Regions from separate parts of the Sus scrofa genome. Here region 1 is linked to region 2. A link is a contact called in public HiChIP or PLAC-seq data. All regions are on one chromosome and are shown on one strand. Each heading gives the region's core, a stretch centred on a gene start, on an enhancer-like site or on the middle of the called end of the contact. The rest is flanking DNA. Distances are from core to core; before and after follow the strand shown.

Region 1 (5,240 bases), core at 1,973-4,472, 190 kb before region 2:
TGTTCACAATAGATTCCAAGTGAAGATAGGCCAGGGACAGAGCAGTGAGCACAGAATGGTCCCATCTGTGCCTGTGAATACTAGCATCACACACTGACTGGAAGATTAACTCCAAACTTGCCAAAGGAAATCTTGGGGAGATTGGAGTGGTATGGGGAGAATGGAGAATATGGACCTCTTTATGTACTTTTGCATTGTTTGAATTTTTTAGCAAGCTTTACTTATACGGTTTTAAAAAGTAATATAAAATAGTAATCAGAAAATCTACAGGGAAAATGTTACGGAGATAATATTTGTGAAAAAATAAAAATACAAAGAATATGCATGATACAGAGTTCCTGTTGTGGGTTAAGAATGTCTGTGAAGATGCGGGTTCAATCCCTGGCTTTGCTCTGTGGGTTAAGAATCCAGCGTTGTTGCAGGCTGTGGCTGTGGCATAGGCTGCAGCTGTAGCTATGATTCAATCCCTAGCCCAGGAACCTCCATACACTACAGGTGTGGCCATTTAAAAAAAAAAAAAAGAATATGCATAATATAAATACACCATACGTCTACACAAAGGATAACACCCCTTTAGAGAGCAACTTGGAAACAATGGTCAAAATTCTCTGTATTTCCTTTGACCCAGCAACTCTACTTTCAGGAATTTATCCTTCAAATATACCATCAAATGATCTATATACAAGGTAATTAATGAAAGCATTGGCTCTAATAGTAAAATATTGGGAAAAAATGAAATATCCATCAATAGGGGACTAGTTAAACTAGTTATGTACATATAATAGACTATCATGTAGCTATGAAGAAGGATGAAGAAGTTCTTCTTTATTTATTTGTTTGGCTGTGCCCACAGTATGTAGAAGTCCCAGGCCAGGAACTGAATCTGAGCCATAGCAGTGACAGCTTGGGATCCTTAATCCCTAGGCCATCAGGGAACTCTCAAGAAGTTCTTTTTGATTTGGAAAAATCTACAAGATATGTACTGTAAAAAAGACAAGACCTAGAACAGTGTATAGAGTGTACTACCATTTGTGCTAAAAAGAAGGGAAATATGTAAAAATGTATTCCCATTCCCTTGTAAATGTATTAAGACGTCTTTAGAAGTATACACAAAAAGCTAATACCCATGGGGAGGGGTGGGAATTACATCGATGAGGAAGAGGAGTAGGAAGGAGTTGCCATGTGTACCTTCTCAAGTTTTTTGAACTAAGTAAATGTACCAAATGTTCAAAACAATAATTTTTTAAAAACTAAGAAATTACACACTAAATGTCATTGGTGGTGTTTGTGTGGCAGAATCATGGGGTTTTGTTTTTGTTTCTTTTCATTGTAGGTTTATAGACCATAAAAAGTTCAAGGGAAAAAAATTAAGTCAAACAAGGGATTCCATAGACTTCCCATGAAGCCCCTCCCGGCTGAGTGCGGCTGTGTACACAGTGGGCTACACCCTCACAAGGTCTGACTCTCGGGCCCCAGGCTGCTTCACCCGCAGCCCCCTCTGGTTCACAGGCAGCTGCCACTTAGTCAACCAGCCTGGCAACATCTGGCCTCAGGCCTCAGGAGCTTTCAGGGAAGGTGTTCTGGAAAGCTGGACAGCGGCGGAGTGACACCCACCCAACCCCAGGATGGACACTCGCTTCAGGGGGAATTAGAACACAGCACAATTTCACCACAGGAAACCACCCAGCCTGAGGTGGAGGGGGCAGGTCAGGGAAACTGAGGGGAGACTCAGAACCAGGGGCAAACAGATGGCCTTACCTTGCACCTTGACACACTCTGCCTGGCTGAAGGCACTGTACCGCCCGATGGCCTTCACAAATGTCCGGGCTTTCACGCAGTATGTGGCCCCTGGCTCCATGGTTTCCAGGTGCATTGGAATACCCCCAGGCCTCACCACCTTGACGTGTTCCTTTAGAAACCAGACAACAGTTACACCCTGAGCAAAGCAGAACAGGAAAGGGGGAGCAGGAGGGAAGAAAACCTGCAAATATTTCCTTTCCAGGATGCATACAGAGTGTTCCTCTCATTCATTCATTCATTCTTATTTATTTATTTATTTATTTATTTATTTATTTAGCACCCGCTGTGTGCCAGGCGCTGTTGTAGGCACTAGGACACAGTGCTGAACAAAACAAATTTCCTGCTCTCTTGGAGCTTACGTGGGGGAACACAGATTGTATATGATACACAATACACATCCAGTAGTGAAAAGGGCTGTGAAGAAAACTGAGGCAGGACAAGCAGGTAGAAAGTGATGAGGAGGCACTAGAGCAGTGGTTAAGGAAGGCCTCTCTGATAGGTAATATTTGGACCAAGACCTGAATGTCAGAAATCTGACTGGGGTCTTGGCTTGGCCACTGCTGCCAGGGGGGATCAGTGCACAGAAACAACGGAGTCAGTGGGCAATGCCTTCTCACACATCCAAGCATCCACTGTCTGTCTACCCATCTGCACATCCCTCCACCCTACCCACCCCCTGAGGCCTGTGCTCCATGCCTGAACCTGCGGAGGCTTGTCTGGGCCAAGGCCCAGGTGACTCAAGGTACATGCCCTGTAACTTCCAGAGAATCCAAGGGACTTAGATCCTAGGTCCTGATCTGTCCCCCACAAGACTCCATCTGCCTGGCCAGATGGACTCCAGTACCAGGTCCTACCATTTGGGCCCTAACACAGCAGAAGTAAATACTGGAAACCATTGCTATTGCCTGTTCTACCTGTCCATACCACCTTCCAGGGAAAGCCACCTAGCCCACAACCCCTATTGAGAAGGTCATAGGGCACACGTCCTGTCCACCAGACCCAGGCATTAGGTGAGGAGTACCCTTGGCCTGAGAAGGGTCTACCAGAGGCCAGCCAGCAACCAGCAACCCCTAAGCTTGGCCTGATAAGATAAGCAGGACCAGGAAGATTTCCTCCCCTGGGAACTGGTCTTGGGAAACTGAATACCTGCAGCTAGAACCAGGGGTCAAGAGGAAAGGACACGGTAAAGGGGAGGCAGGCCTGGTAAGGCACGGCCATAGGCACATGCAGGAAGGAGTGATGAGGGGTCAGGACAAGCTGGGGAGAGGTGCAATAGAGAAGACCCATCAGAGGGAAGCAAGGATTCTGCAAGAAATGACTGCTGGATAAGGGAGGCTGTGCTGCAGCCTGACTCGGGGCCTCTTCAGAGAGTCTGTGAGAGCCCTTATCACGGAGTATTAGTCCTTGTGATATCAGCTGGGACAGGGCCTCCACGGATCTGTCCAAGCTCTAGACCTTCTGAGGCTGAGGCTATGCAATGTTTGGCCACACCCTCTGGGGAAGCTGACCTTCCACCCAGCCCAGCCTGCAGTCACTGTCCCACAGGGAGGGGCCAGCGCCCCAGCTAGGCATTCCAGGTGGCCCGCCCATGCATAATTAGCTTTGTGCCTAAGCCAGCTCCTGGCTCTCTGCCCTGATTTCTGCACCCTGCCCAGATACACACCCTCAGGAGGCTTGTGTCAGCCCATACACTTTTGAAATCATCCAATTGATCTGGAACACCCTGGTCTGCTGCCCCTAAACACGCCAGGGAGAATGGCTGAGAAGACACGCTGATGAAGGAGAAGAAATGCATTGAAAAGGTATTGTGGATCCAAAAATGTCAGAGATTAAGGCAAGGAGGCAGCCCCCATACCTCAGCAAATCTGGCCTGAGATGGCTCCCAGCCAAGGTGTAGGTTGGACCAAGGTGGGTCTTAGAGGAGGAGGCTGCCAGCTTTGTCATCCTACACTCATCTCTCCTTTCCCACAATTAGGTCTGCTCATCCTCAAGCCACCCCAGACAGCTAGTGTTGCAGGGGCTGGCTTTCCTCACTCAGCTCTCAGAAGTCTGTGCCTTCTTCTCTAAAGCCTAACTCAAAGGCCGAAGCTGGAAGTCTCACCTTGGCACCAGGCTCCCTCCTCCAGTAGGCCACGAAGAACTCAAACTGGGGCCCCAGGTCTTCCAGCTTAATAACCAGGTGGAAGCCATCCTTGGTGACCTCCATTCCAGGTGGGATGAGAGTGGCTGTTGGCAAGACAAGGGGAGAATCAGAGCCAGCCCCAGACAGGACTGATTTCTGTCCAGAGACCATGACCAAGTCATCTGGAAACATGCCAGGCTCATTGGAGGGGGAGGGTTTAGATGTGGTTTCACAGCACAAAGAAACATGTACTCCAGTCCTCTCCTGTACTCAGCAGGTGCTCAGTAAACACATTTCGAGTGATAAGCAAGTGAAAAAAAAAAAAGAAAAACTTAACTGTAATTAACATAGATCAGTGATATATACCAGCTGTTGCTAACTATCAAACATTAGCAAATCAGAAGTTCCCGTAGTGGCTCAGCAATAATGAACCTGACTAGAATCCATGAGGACACAGGTTCGATCCCTGGCCCTACTCAATGGGTTAAGGATCTGGCATTGCTGTGAACTGTGGTGTAGGTCACAGATGTGGCTTGGATCTGGTGTTGCTGCGGCTGTGGCGTAGACCGGCAGCTATAGCTCTGATTCAACCCCTAGCCTGGGAGCTTCCGTTCACCATGGGTGTGGCCCTAAAAAAAAAATTAAAAAAAAAAAAATCAGCAGCATTCTTGGTCCAAGGATTCTTTATCTCATATCCTTAACAGGATATGTTGGAAAATCAGAGGGATTTATAAATTTCAATAATTAGCTCTAGAAATCACAGCACAAACACAAACACCATCTTATACATAATTAGATCCCAAACAGAAAGGCCAGCAACCTCCACGGATACTTTTCTATCAGCAGACCAAGAACAAAAGGGCCTAAACAGAGAGTCTTTAGTCCCTGACTACTAATGATGGGTCCAGACTTGCCTCCCAGATCCAGACACTGCGGGACCAGAAGGGCCACCCTGATTGTTGGGCTTGGCTTAGGAAATAGAGTGGAGCGTGTTCTGGGCTAAATCCCCCTGCCTTGGGGTCAGTGGACACTCAAAAGAAAGGCAGTTCCTGCAGGGAGTTTTCAGAGAACAAAGCATTTCCTGGCATTTGAAGAGCTGCCTGAATAGGGGACAGGAGGACTTGGGAGTCAGGGACCAACTGTGCAAAACAGACCCTGTTCAGAGCCATCATAAGAGCACACAGCACCAATAGACTACCTCTGAAACACCCCCAGAAGGAAAAGAGATGTTTGATTCCTCCAGTTTTAAGTCAAACATGATTAGAACTGGACTTTCCATCTCCATCTTTGTTGAGAATAGGATTAGAGAAAATGCCCT
Region 2 (5,485 bases), core at 2,889-5,388:
ACACTTCTGAAGAATGAAGACTAGGGAAGCTGCCCGCTTGCCATTGCTATTCTATTTCTTTGTTTCACACTCATAGCCATGGCCACATCCCCTTCTCGTGCTCAGCCTCCAAGGAACTGGCACTTAGTCATCCTGTCCCATCTTGTTCTCTTGTAGGATAGCCCAGAGGAGGCTTCACTGATCTGAATCTTAAAGGATGGGTAGGAGTTTTCCAGGGAAGAGTTTAATAATGATGAAGAATGTATTATAGGTAGAAAGAAATAGAAAGAGAGAAGGTTGAGAGATAGAAAACTTAGGAGACCACTTGAGGATCTGTGGGTAATTTTATGTGACTGAAGAGTATGGGCATCACATGAGTCTGGAGAGGCAGGGCCAGGTGTCATCAGGATTCCAGCCTCTATTGAAGAAACATAGCTTTTACCCTGACAGGTGCAAGGAGATGGTCAGAGCCAGTGGGGAGCTGCAAGCAGGCTAGGCCGATTGAACCAAAGCAGAGGCTCTCAGGATACAGTGCAGAGGTCCCAGAGATATTTAGTTTGAAGAATGATGGTGTTCAGTGATAGGGGAGGGGAAGGAGAGAGAAGATTGCAGTGTGGATAATGCTAGAGCTGTTTCAGGAAAACAATCTACAACGGGATACTGTTCTTGAATGTCTTTCCTCCATTTTGTGTCATTTTGACTCAAACCTATTCTTGAGTTGTTTCAACCTATGATGAGGAAATCCCTGTAGAACTGGTTAAAAACTCATTTTGTTCTTGTCCAGTTGAAATTGAGATGTCTAGTAGAGAGAACACAGAACCCATTTGTGAGGAAATATGGAGGTCAGAAGCAATAACATGGCCTCAGCAGGTGGAGATGTAGCCTGTTTGACCTCCGTGCTTCCTGGTGGTTTTCGTGCTCTCTTGGTTTCCTCCCTCCCCCCCTCTCTCTCTCAGAGCTTCCAGCTGTCCTCTCTTCAGTCCTCCAGCCTTTAATTGACTGATTCCTCAGAGGCAGGCACACTGGACCTGCCTCAGGAGATTTCAGTCAATGCCCGGAAAGGGCAGAGCAACACCTGGTCAGAGGGACTCCATATCTCCAGGTTCAGGACAATTATCAGGACAGAGAGGGGGCAGATAGATAATAGGAACAACTCTCTGTTGCCTCTTTGAATCAAGTTCCCTCTGGGGAGATGACCTAGGGGTGACTCAGTGCTCAGAGGTTTAGTTCAGAAGGGGATGGATTGGGAGGCATGAAGATCAGCTTTAAGCCACTTCACAACAGATGGTGCCTGGGCACTAGAGAGAGGTAGCAAATCCAACTGCCTATAAGAACCATAAAAGAGTGAAATGGGTTGAGGGAGGCTGTGGCATCCTGGAGCATGTAGGCCTCATCTAGAGGGGGCAACTCCTATGCAGCTCTAGCCAAGACCACATGAGCACACGGGCCCAAGGAAGGGACAGCAGCCAACTTTCAAGAGGAAGCAAGTTCAGAGCTTTATGAGCCATCTCCTGATTTGGGGATGTTGGCAATTAATACAATGTTTAAAAATATTGAGCAGAAAAAAACAAAACAAAACAAAACCTCACTTGTGAGACAGATTTGGCCCAACATCTACAACTTTGCAAACTCTGCTCTGAAACTTGGACATTAAGCTCTGAATTTCAACAATCTAGAGCTAGAGCAGGAAAAACAGTAGAGCTATTAGAAAGCTGGAAAGAGTCAAATAGTTCATGGGACCTTGGGAGTCATGAATCCAATTTCTAATTGCATAGATGGGGAAGCCGAGTCTTGAGAAGACAAGTTGCCTGAAGGGTGCACAATCTCAGGCAACAAGTGGTGTTTGCAGCAAAAACAGGGAGACTTAAATCAGGCTCTAGAAAAGCAGCATTCTGCAGACCTGACTGGCATTTGCTCCTCTCCCCTCAGTCTCTTGTTTGCTTGTATGTTTGTATTCCCTAGTTTACTTATAGCCTTTCTTGAACTCTGGATTCACCCCATCGGACTCCTGGGAACTGTCCTGGGCTTCATCTGGAGCCCTGCCCAGACCTCTTGGCCTGGAGCAGTTGCTATTTCTGAGTCTGCTGGCACTGTTCTCCCAACCCCCGGCCTCCTCTCTGGGCCTGTCTGAGCACCACCTGTGCTGGCTGTGACACCCAGCTAATGAGGGGCAAAAATAGGACTTGAACTCAGTCTGCCTGAGTTCTGTGTTCTGTCTACTCAGACACACAGCTTCCCAAGATGAATATCCCCCCGTGGATAGGGAAAGGCAAGTTTGAGTGTCTTTTTTTGTGTGTGTTTGAACTGTGAAGTGAGTTTGAGTACATTTCAGTTTTGCTTTCTTGCCCTTTTTTGCCATCTCCTAGTCAGAGCCAAGTTATCCATTAGGCACAGCATGGAGGGTCCATGATACTTTAAAGGGTCCATAAAATATTTCCATTTTAATTTCTTTAAAAATTGGAATAGGAGTTCCCTTCATGGCTCAGTGGTTAACAGACCTGACTAGGAACCATGAGGATGCGGGTTCAATCCCTGGCCTCCTCAGTGGGTTAAGGATCCGGCATTTCCATGAGCTGTGGTGTAGGTCGAAGACACGGCTCGGATCCCCCCATTGCTGTGGCTGTGGTGTAGGCTGGAAGCTGTAGCTCTGATTAGATTCCCAGCCTGGGAATTTCCATATGCTACAGGTGTGGCCCTAAAAAGCAAAATAATAATAAAATGATAATAATAATAAATCAGGATAAAATAAATACAATGAATATATACAAACAAATTTTGCATAAGTAATGCCAGTGAACTATACACTTAAAATGGTAAATTTTATGTTAGGCATATTTTAACACAATAAAAAAAGAGACTGCAGACTGGATTGCATTCATCTTGATACTAACATAGTCATGAAATATGATTTTAAACTTTTTTGGCCATGCCAAAAAAGCTCCTGGGCCAGGGATCAAACTCAAACTGCAGCAAAATCTTTAACCAAATCTTTAACCACTAGGCCATCAGGGAACTCCAGTTTTTAATATTTTTTTTGTAGGGGAAAGGGCCCATAAATTCAAAATGCCAGGGCCCATGAAAATAATAATTCAGCCCTACTAATATTGAGTGGGTGGCTAATTCATATCAATGATAACTTTTAAAAATTTATGGACCAACACATATGGACTGCCCATTGTCCATGGCTCTGAGGGCCTAATCATGAAGGCCCTAACTCCTGTGATCCAGGATCCTAACACCTGTCACCTGGTTACAGAAATAGTTTAGGTGAAATTCGAGGACAGTGGCTCTGACAACCTTGTTAGTTCCAGTCTCCGCAGTAGGGATTCCCCCTTGAAACAGTGAAGCCAGACCTATGGAGGGTCAGGTTTTTTGGGCTTTTTTGCTTTTTAGGGCCTCACCCATGGCATATGGAGGTTTCCAGGCTAGGAGTCCAATCAGAGCTACAGCTGTTGGCCACAGCCACAGCCACAGCAATGGCAGATCCGAGCCGCGTCTGCAACCTACACCACAGCTCTCAGCAACACCAGATCCTTAATCACTGAGTGAGGCCAGGGATTGAACCCACAACCTCATGGTTCCTAGTCAGATTCGTTTCTGATGCCCCACAACAGGAACTCCTTGATGCATTTTTTAATTAACAAATCTCTCTCTTGGAATACCAAAACAGATGGCTCTCTCTGACTTGACTTGCTCCCATCTGACCTAGTGTGGTATATCCAAACATATATCTCCCTGAAAGACTACTCATCGACTTCCAATATTTTCACTGTTTCAAAAGCTCGATGGAGATCCCACTCTTACTATGGCAAGTAAAATAAACTAACTCAAAATTGCTTGAGTTTAGGCTGGAATTGTGTCAGCATGCTTGGTACAATTAATACATTTTGAGAGAACAAATGGATTTTTCTTCCAGATGCATGTTTTGTTTTGCAAAGAGGTCTTTCATATATGTGAGTCTTTGGAGAAAAGATCATAAATGGGTCCTGGGAAGTAAAAAGGCATGGGGGTCCCTGGAAATATCTCAGTAGAGTTTGCCTGACCCTTCTGGGAGGGCAGTTCTACTCCAGCCACAGAGAAATTACCGACTAGCTGACTACAGGAGAGGGGGAGGGGACGATGAGGAAACATCACATTAAAATTCAATGCAAAGTGAAAGCTTGTCTTGAGCAAGGGTGAATGACTCAGCAAGAAACCTGTTTCCAGGATTCAGTTACTGCTCTCTGCAATTCCTCTGTTAAACAAAAAGCAGATTCTTATTATCTACTTGAAGTTATTCCATTACTCGCCAGATGGCAAGTAAGCAACAAACATATTTCCTAGCATATTTTTTAAATCCTAAACTGAAAGGACTGCTTAGGGTCATAAATACTTCATGTATCTGGTCATTGAGAGGGACTTCGCCTTTGGCAGCCTAAAAGAAGTTTTGGTTTTTAAGCCTAGTCCTGCATTTGTCTCTAAAGCATAGTTATCATTTCACATTCCTACATTCACTCCCCTTCCTTCTGGTAACAGTCATTCCCCCTCTCAATTTTCTCAGGAAACAATACACACATAATCAGTTCACTCTTTTCTTAATTTATTCAAGTAATATTTATAGTAGGGCTTCTCTGTGCTGCTCTGGACATAGAGGCTACATCAGCAAAAAAATCCAGGTCCTTAATGAAATCTATTCAGGAATTCAGATTTGTGTGGTATAGGTGGGCCTGTGACCTTAATTATTCCTTAGCATAATTTCTCCCCTTAACTACCATTCAGTAACTGGTTCAGAAATGTGCATTTGTCTTAGATGAGTTTCTCTATAAGCAGAGCCTGAGGCAAGGATTCAGATGTAAGAAAGGGAATGCTCTTAGGAGAAACACATAAGGGAGTGAGGGAAGCAAGACAGAACAGGAAGGAGCAGAGCAGAGATCTGGTTTCCCCTTAAAGCTCAGATTTGGCCTGATTTTATATAGGGAAGGGGACGCTTGCTTTCGGAACACAAATTGCATGAGTTGTTTCTGCCTGGAGGCAAGGGGGCTGCCTTTTTGTAGCTCCTTGCCTGTCAGGCACTGGTCTAGAGACATAGGCAATGTAACCGCCTAGACATCCTTGGGCTAACAGGCTTTTATTAGTCAAGGGCATCTCTCATTAGTCAAGGTCACAGGTTTAAGCTGTGGGTGGTGGAACGAGGGATAAGCAAGTGAAAGGTGCGTCAACTGATAGAGGGGATATAGATGGAGTACCAGAAGCATCTACTACTGCATGTGTCCCAGCCAGCCTAATCCTAGACTGTGAGGAAACTGAATCTGGAAATTCTGCTGGAATCATCGGAAAATAACCTCTCCTTTTGCTCATTGTGAAATTAGTAGGATGCACGCCTACAGCCATTTAAGCTCAGGAAGAGTCAACTGAAAGGAAACAAGTGTAGACAAATGTAGAGAGACAGAGTCCTGATGACACTGAGTCTCAGAACCAGCTGTGCATACAAGCATGAGGCCTTGGCCACAGGAGATATCCAGTTGGG

Evidence for each region. HiChIP or PLAC-seq counts read pairs in DNA pulled down with a chosen protein or histone mark.
Region 1: a contact with region 2 is called in an H3K27ac HiChIP or PLAC-seq map of alveolar macrophages. The contact joins two enhancer-like sites. A contact is called at or near these places in 2 of 2 datasets of contacts at active chromatin or transcription factors (alveolar macrophages and skeletal muscle).

The regions. Positions count from the first base shown.
Region 1 is chr13:77,972,958-77,978,197 of Sscrofa11.1, reverse strand. IL20RB (interleukin-20 receptor subunit beta) reads right to left here. Exons shown (of 6, transcript XM_013982051.2): 4 at 3,902-4,026; 5 at 1,759-1,909. Among named protein-coding and RNA genes, the nearest start is that of IL20RB, 29 kb to the right of the region's middle. Within about 2 kb of position 3,222, at least 21 of the 83 cell types and tissues checked have an H3K27ac peak or open chromatin away from gene starts, as enhancers often do. A contact at or near this core is called in alveolar macrophages, where this site is marked.
Region 2 is chr13:77,783,969-77,789,453 of Sscrofa11.1, reverse strand. All of the region lies in intron 3 of STAG1 (cohesin subunit SA-1), which reads left to right. Among named protein-coding and RNA genes, the nearest start is that of SLC35G2, 38 kb to the left of the region's middle. Within about 2 kb of position 4,138, at least 24 of the 83 cell types and tissues checked have an H3K27ac peak or open chromatin away from gene starts, as enhancers often do. A contact at or near this core is called in alveolar macrophages, where this site is marked.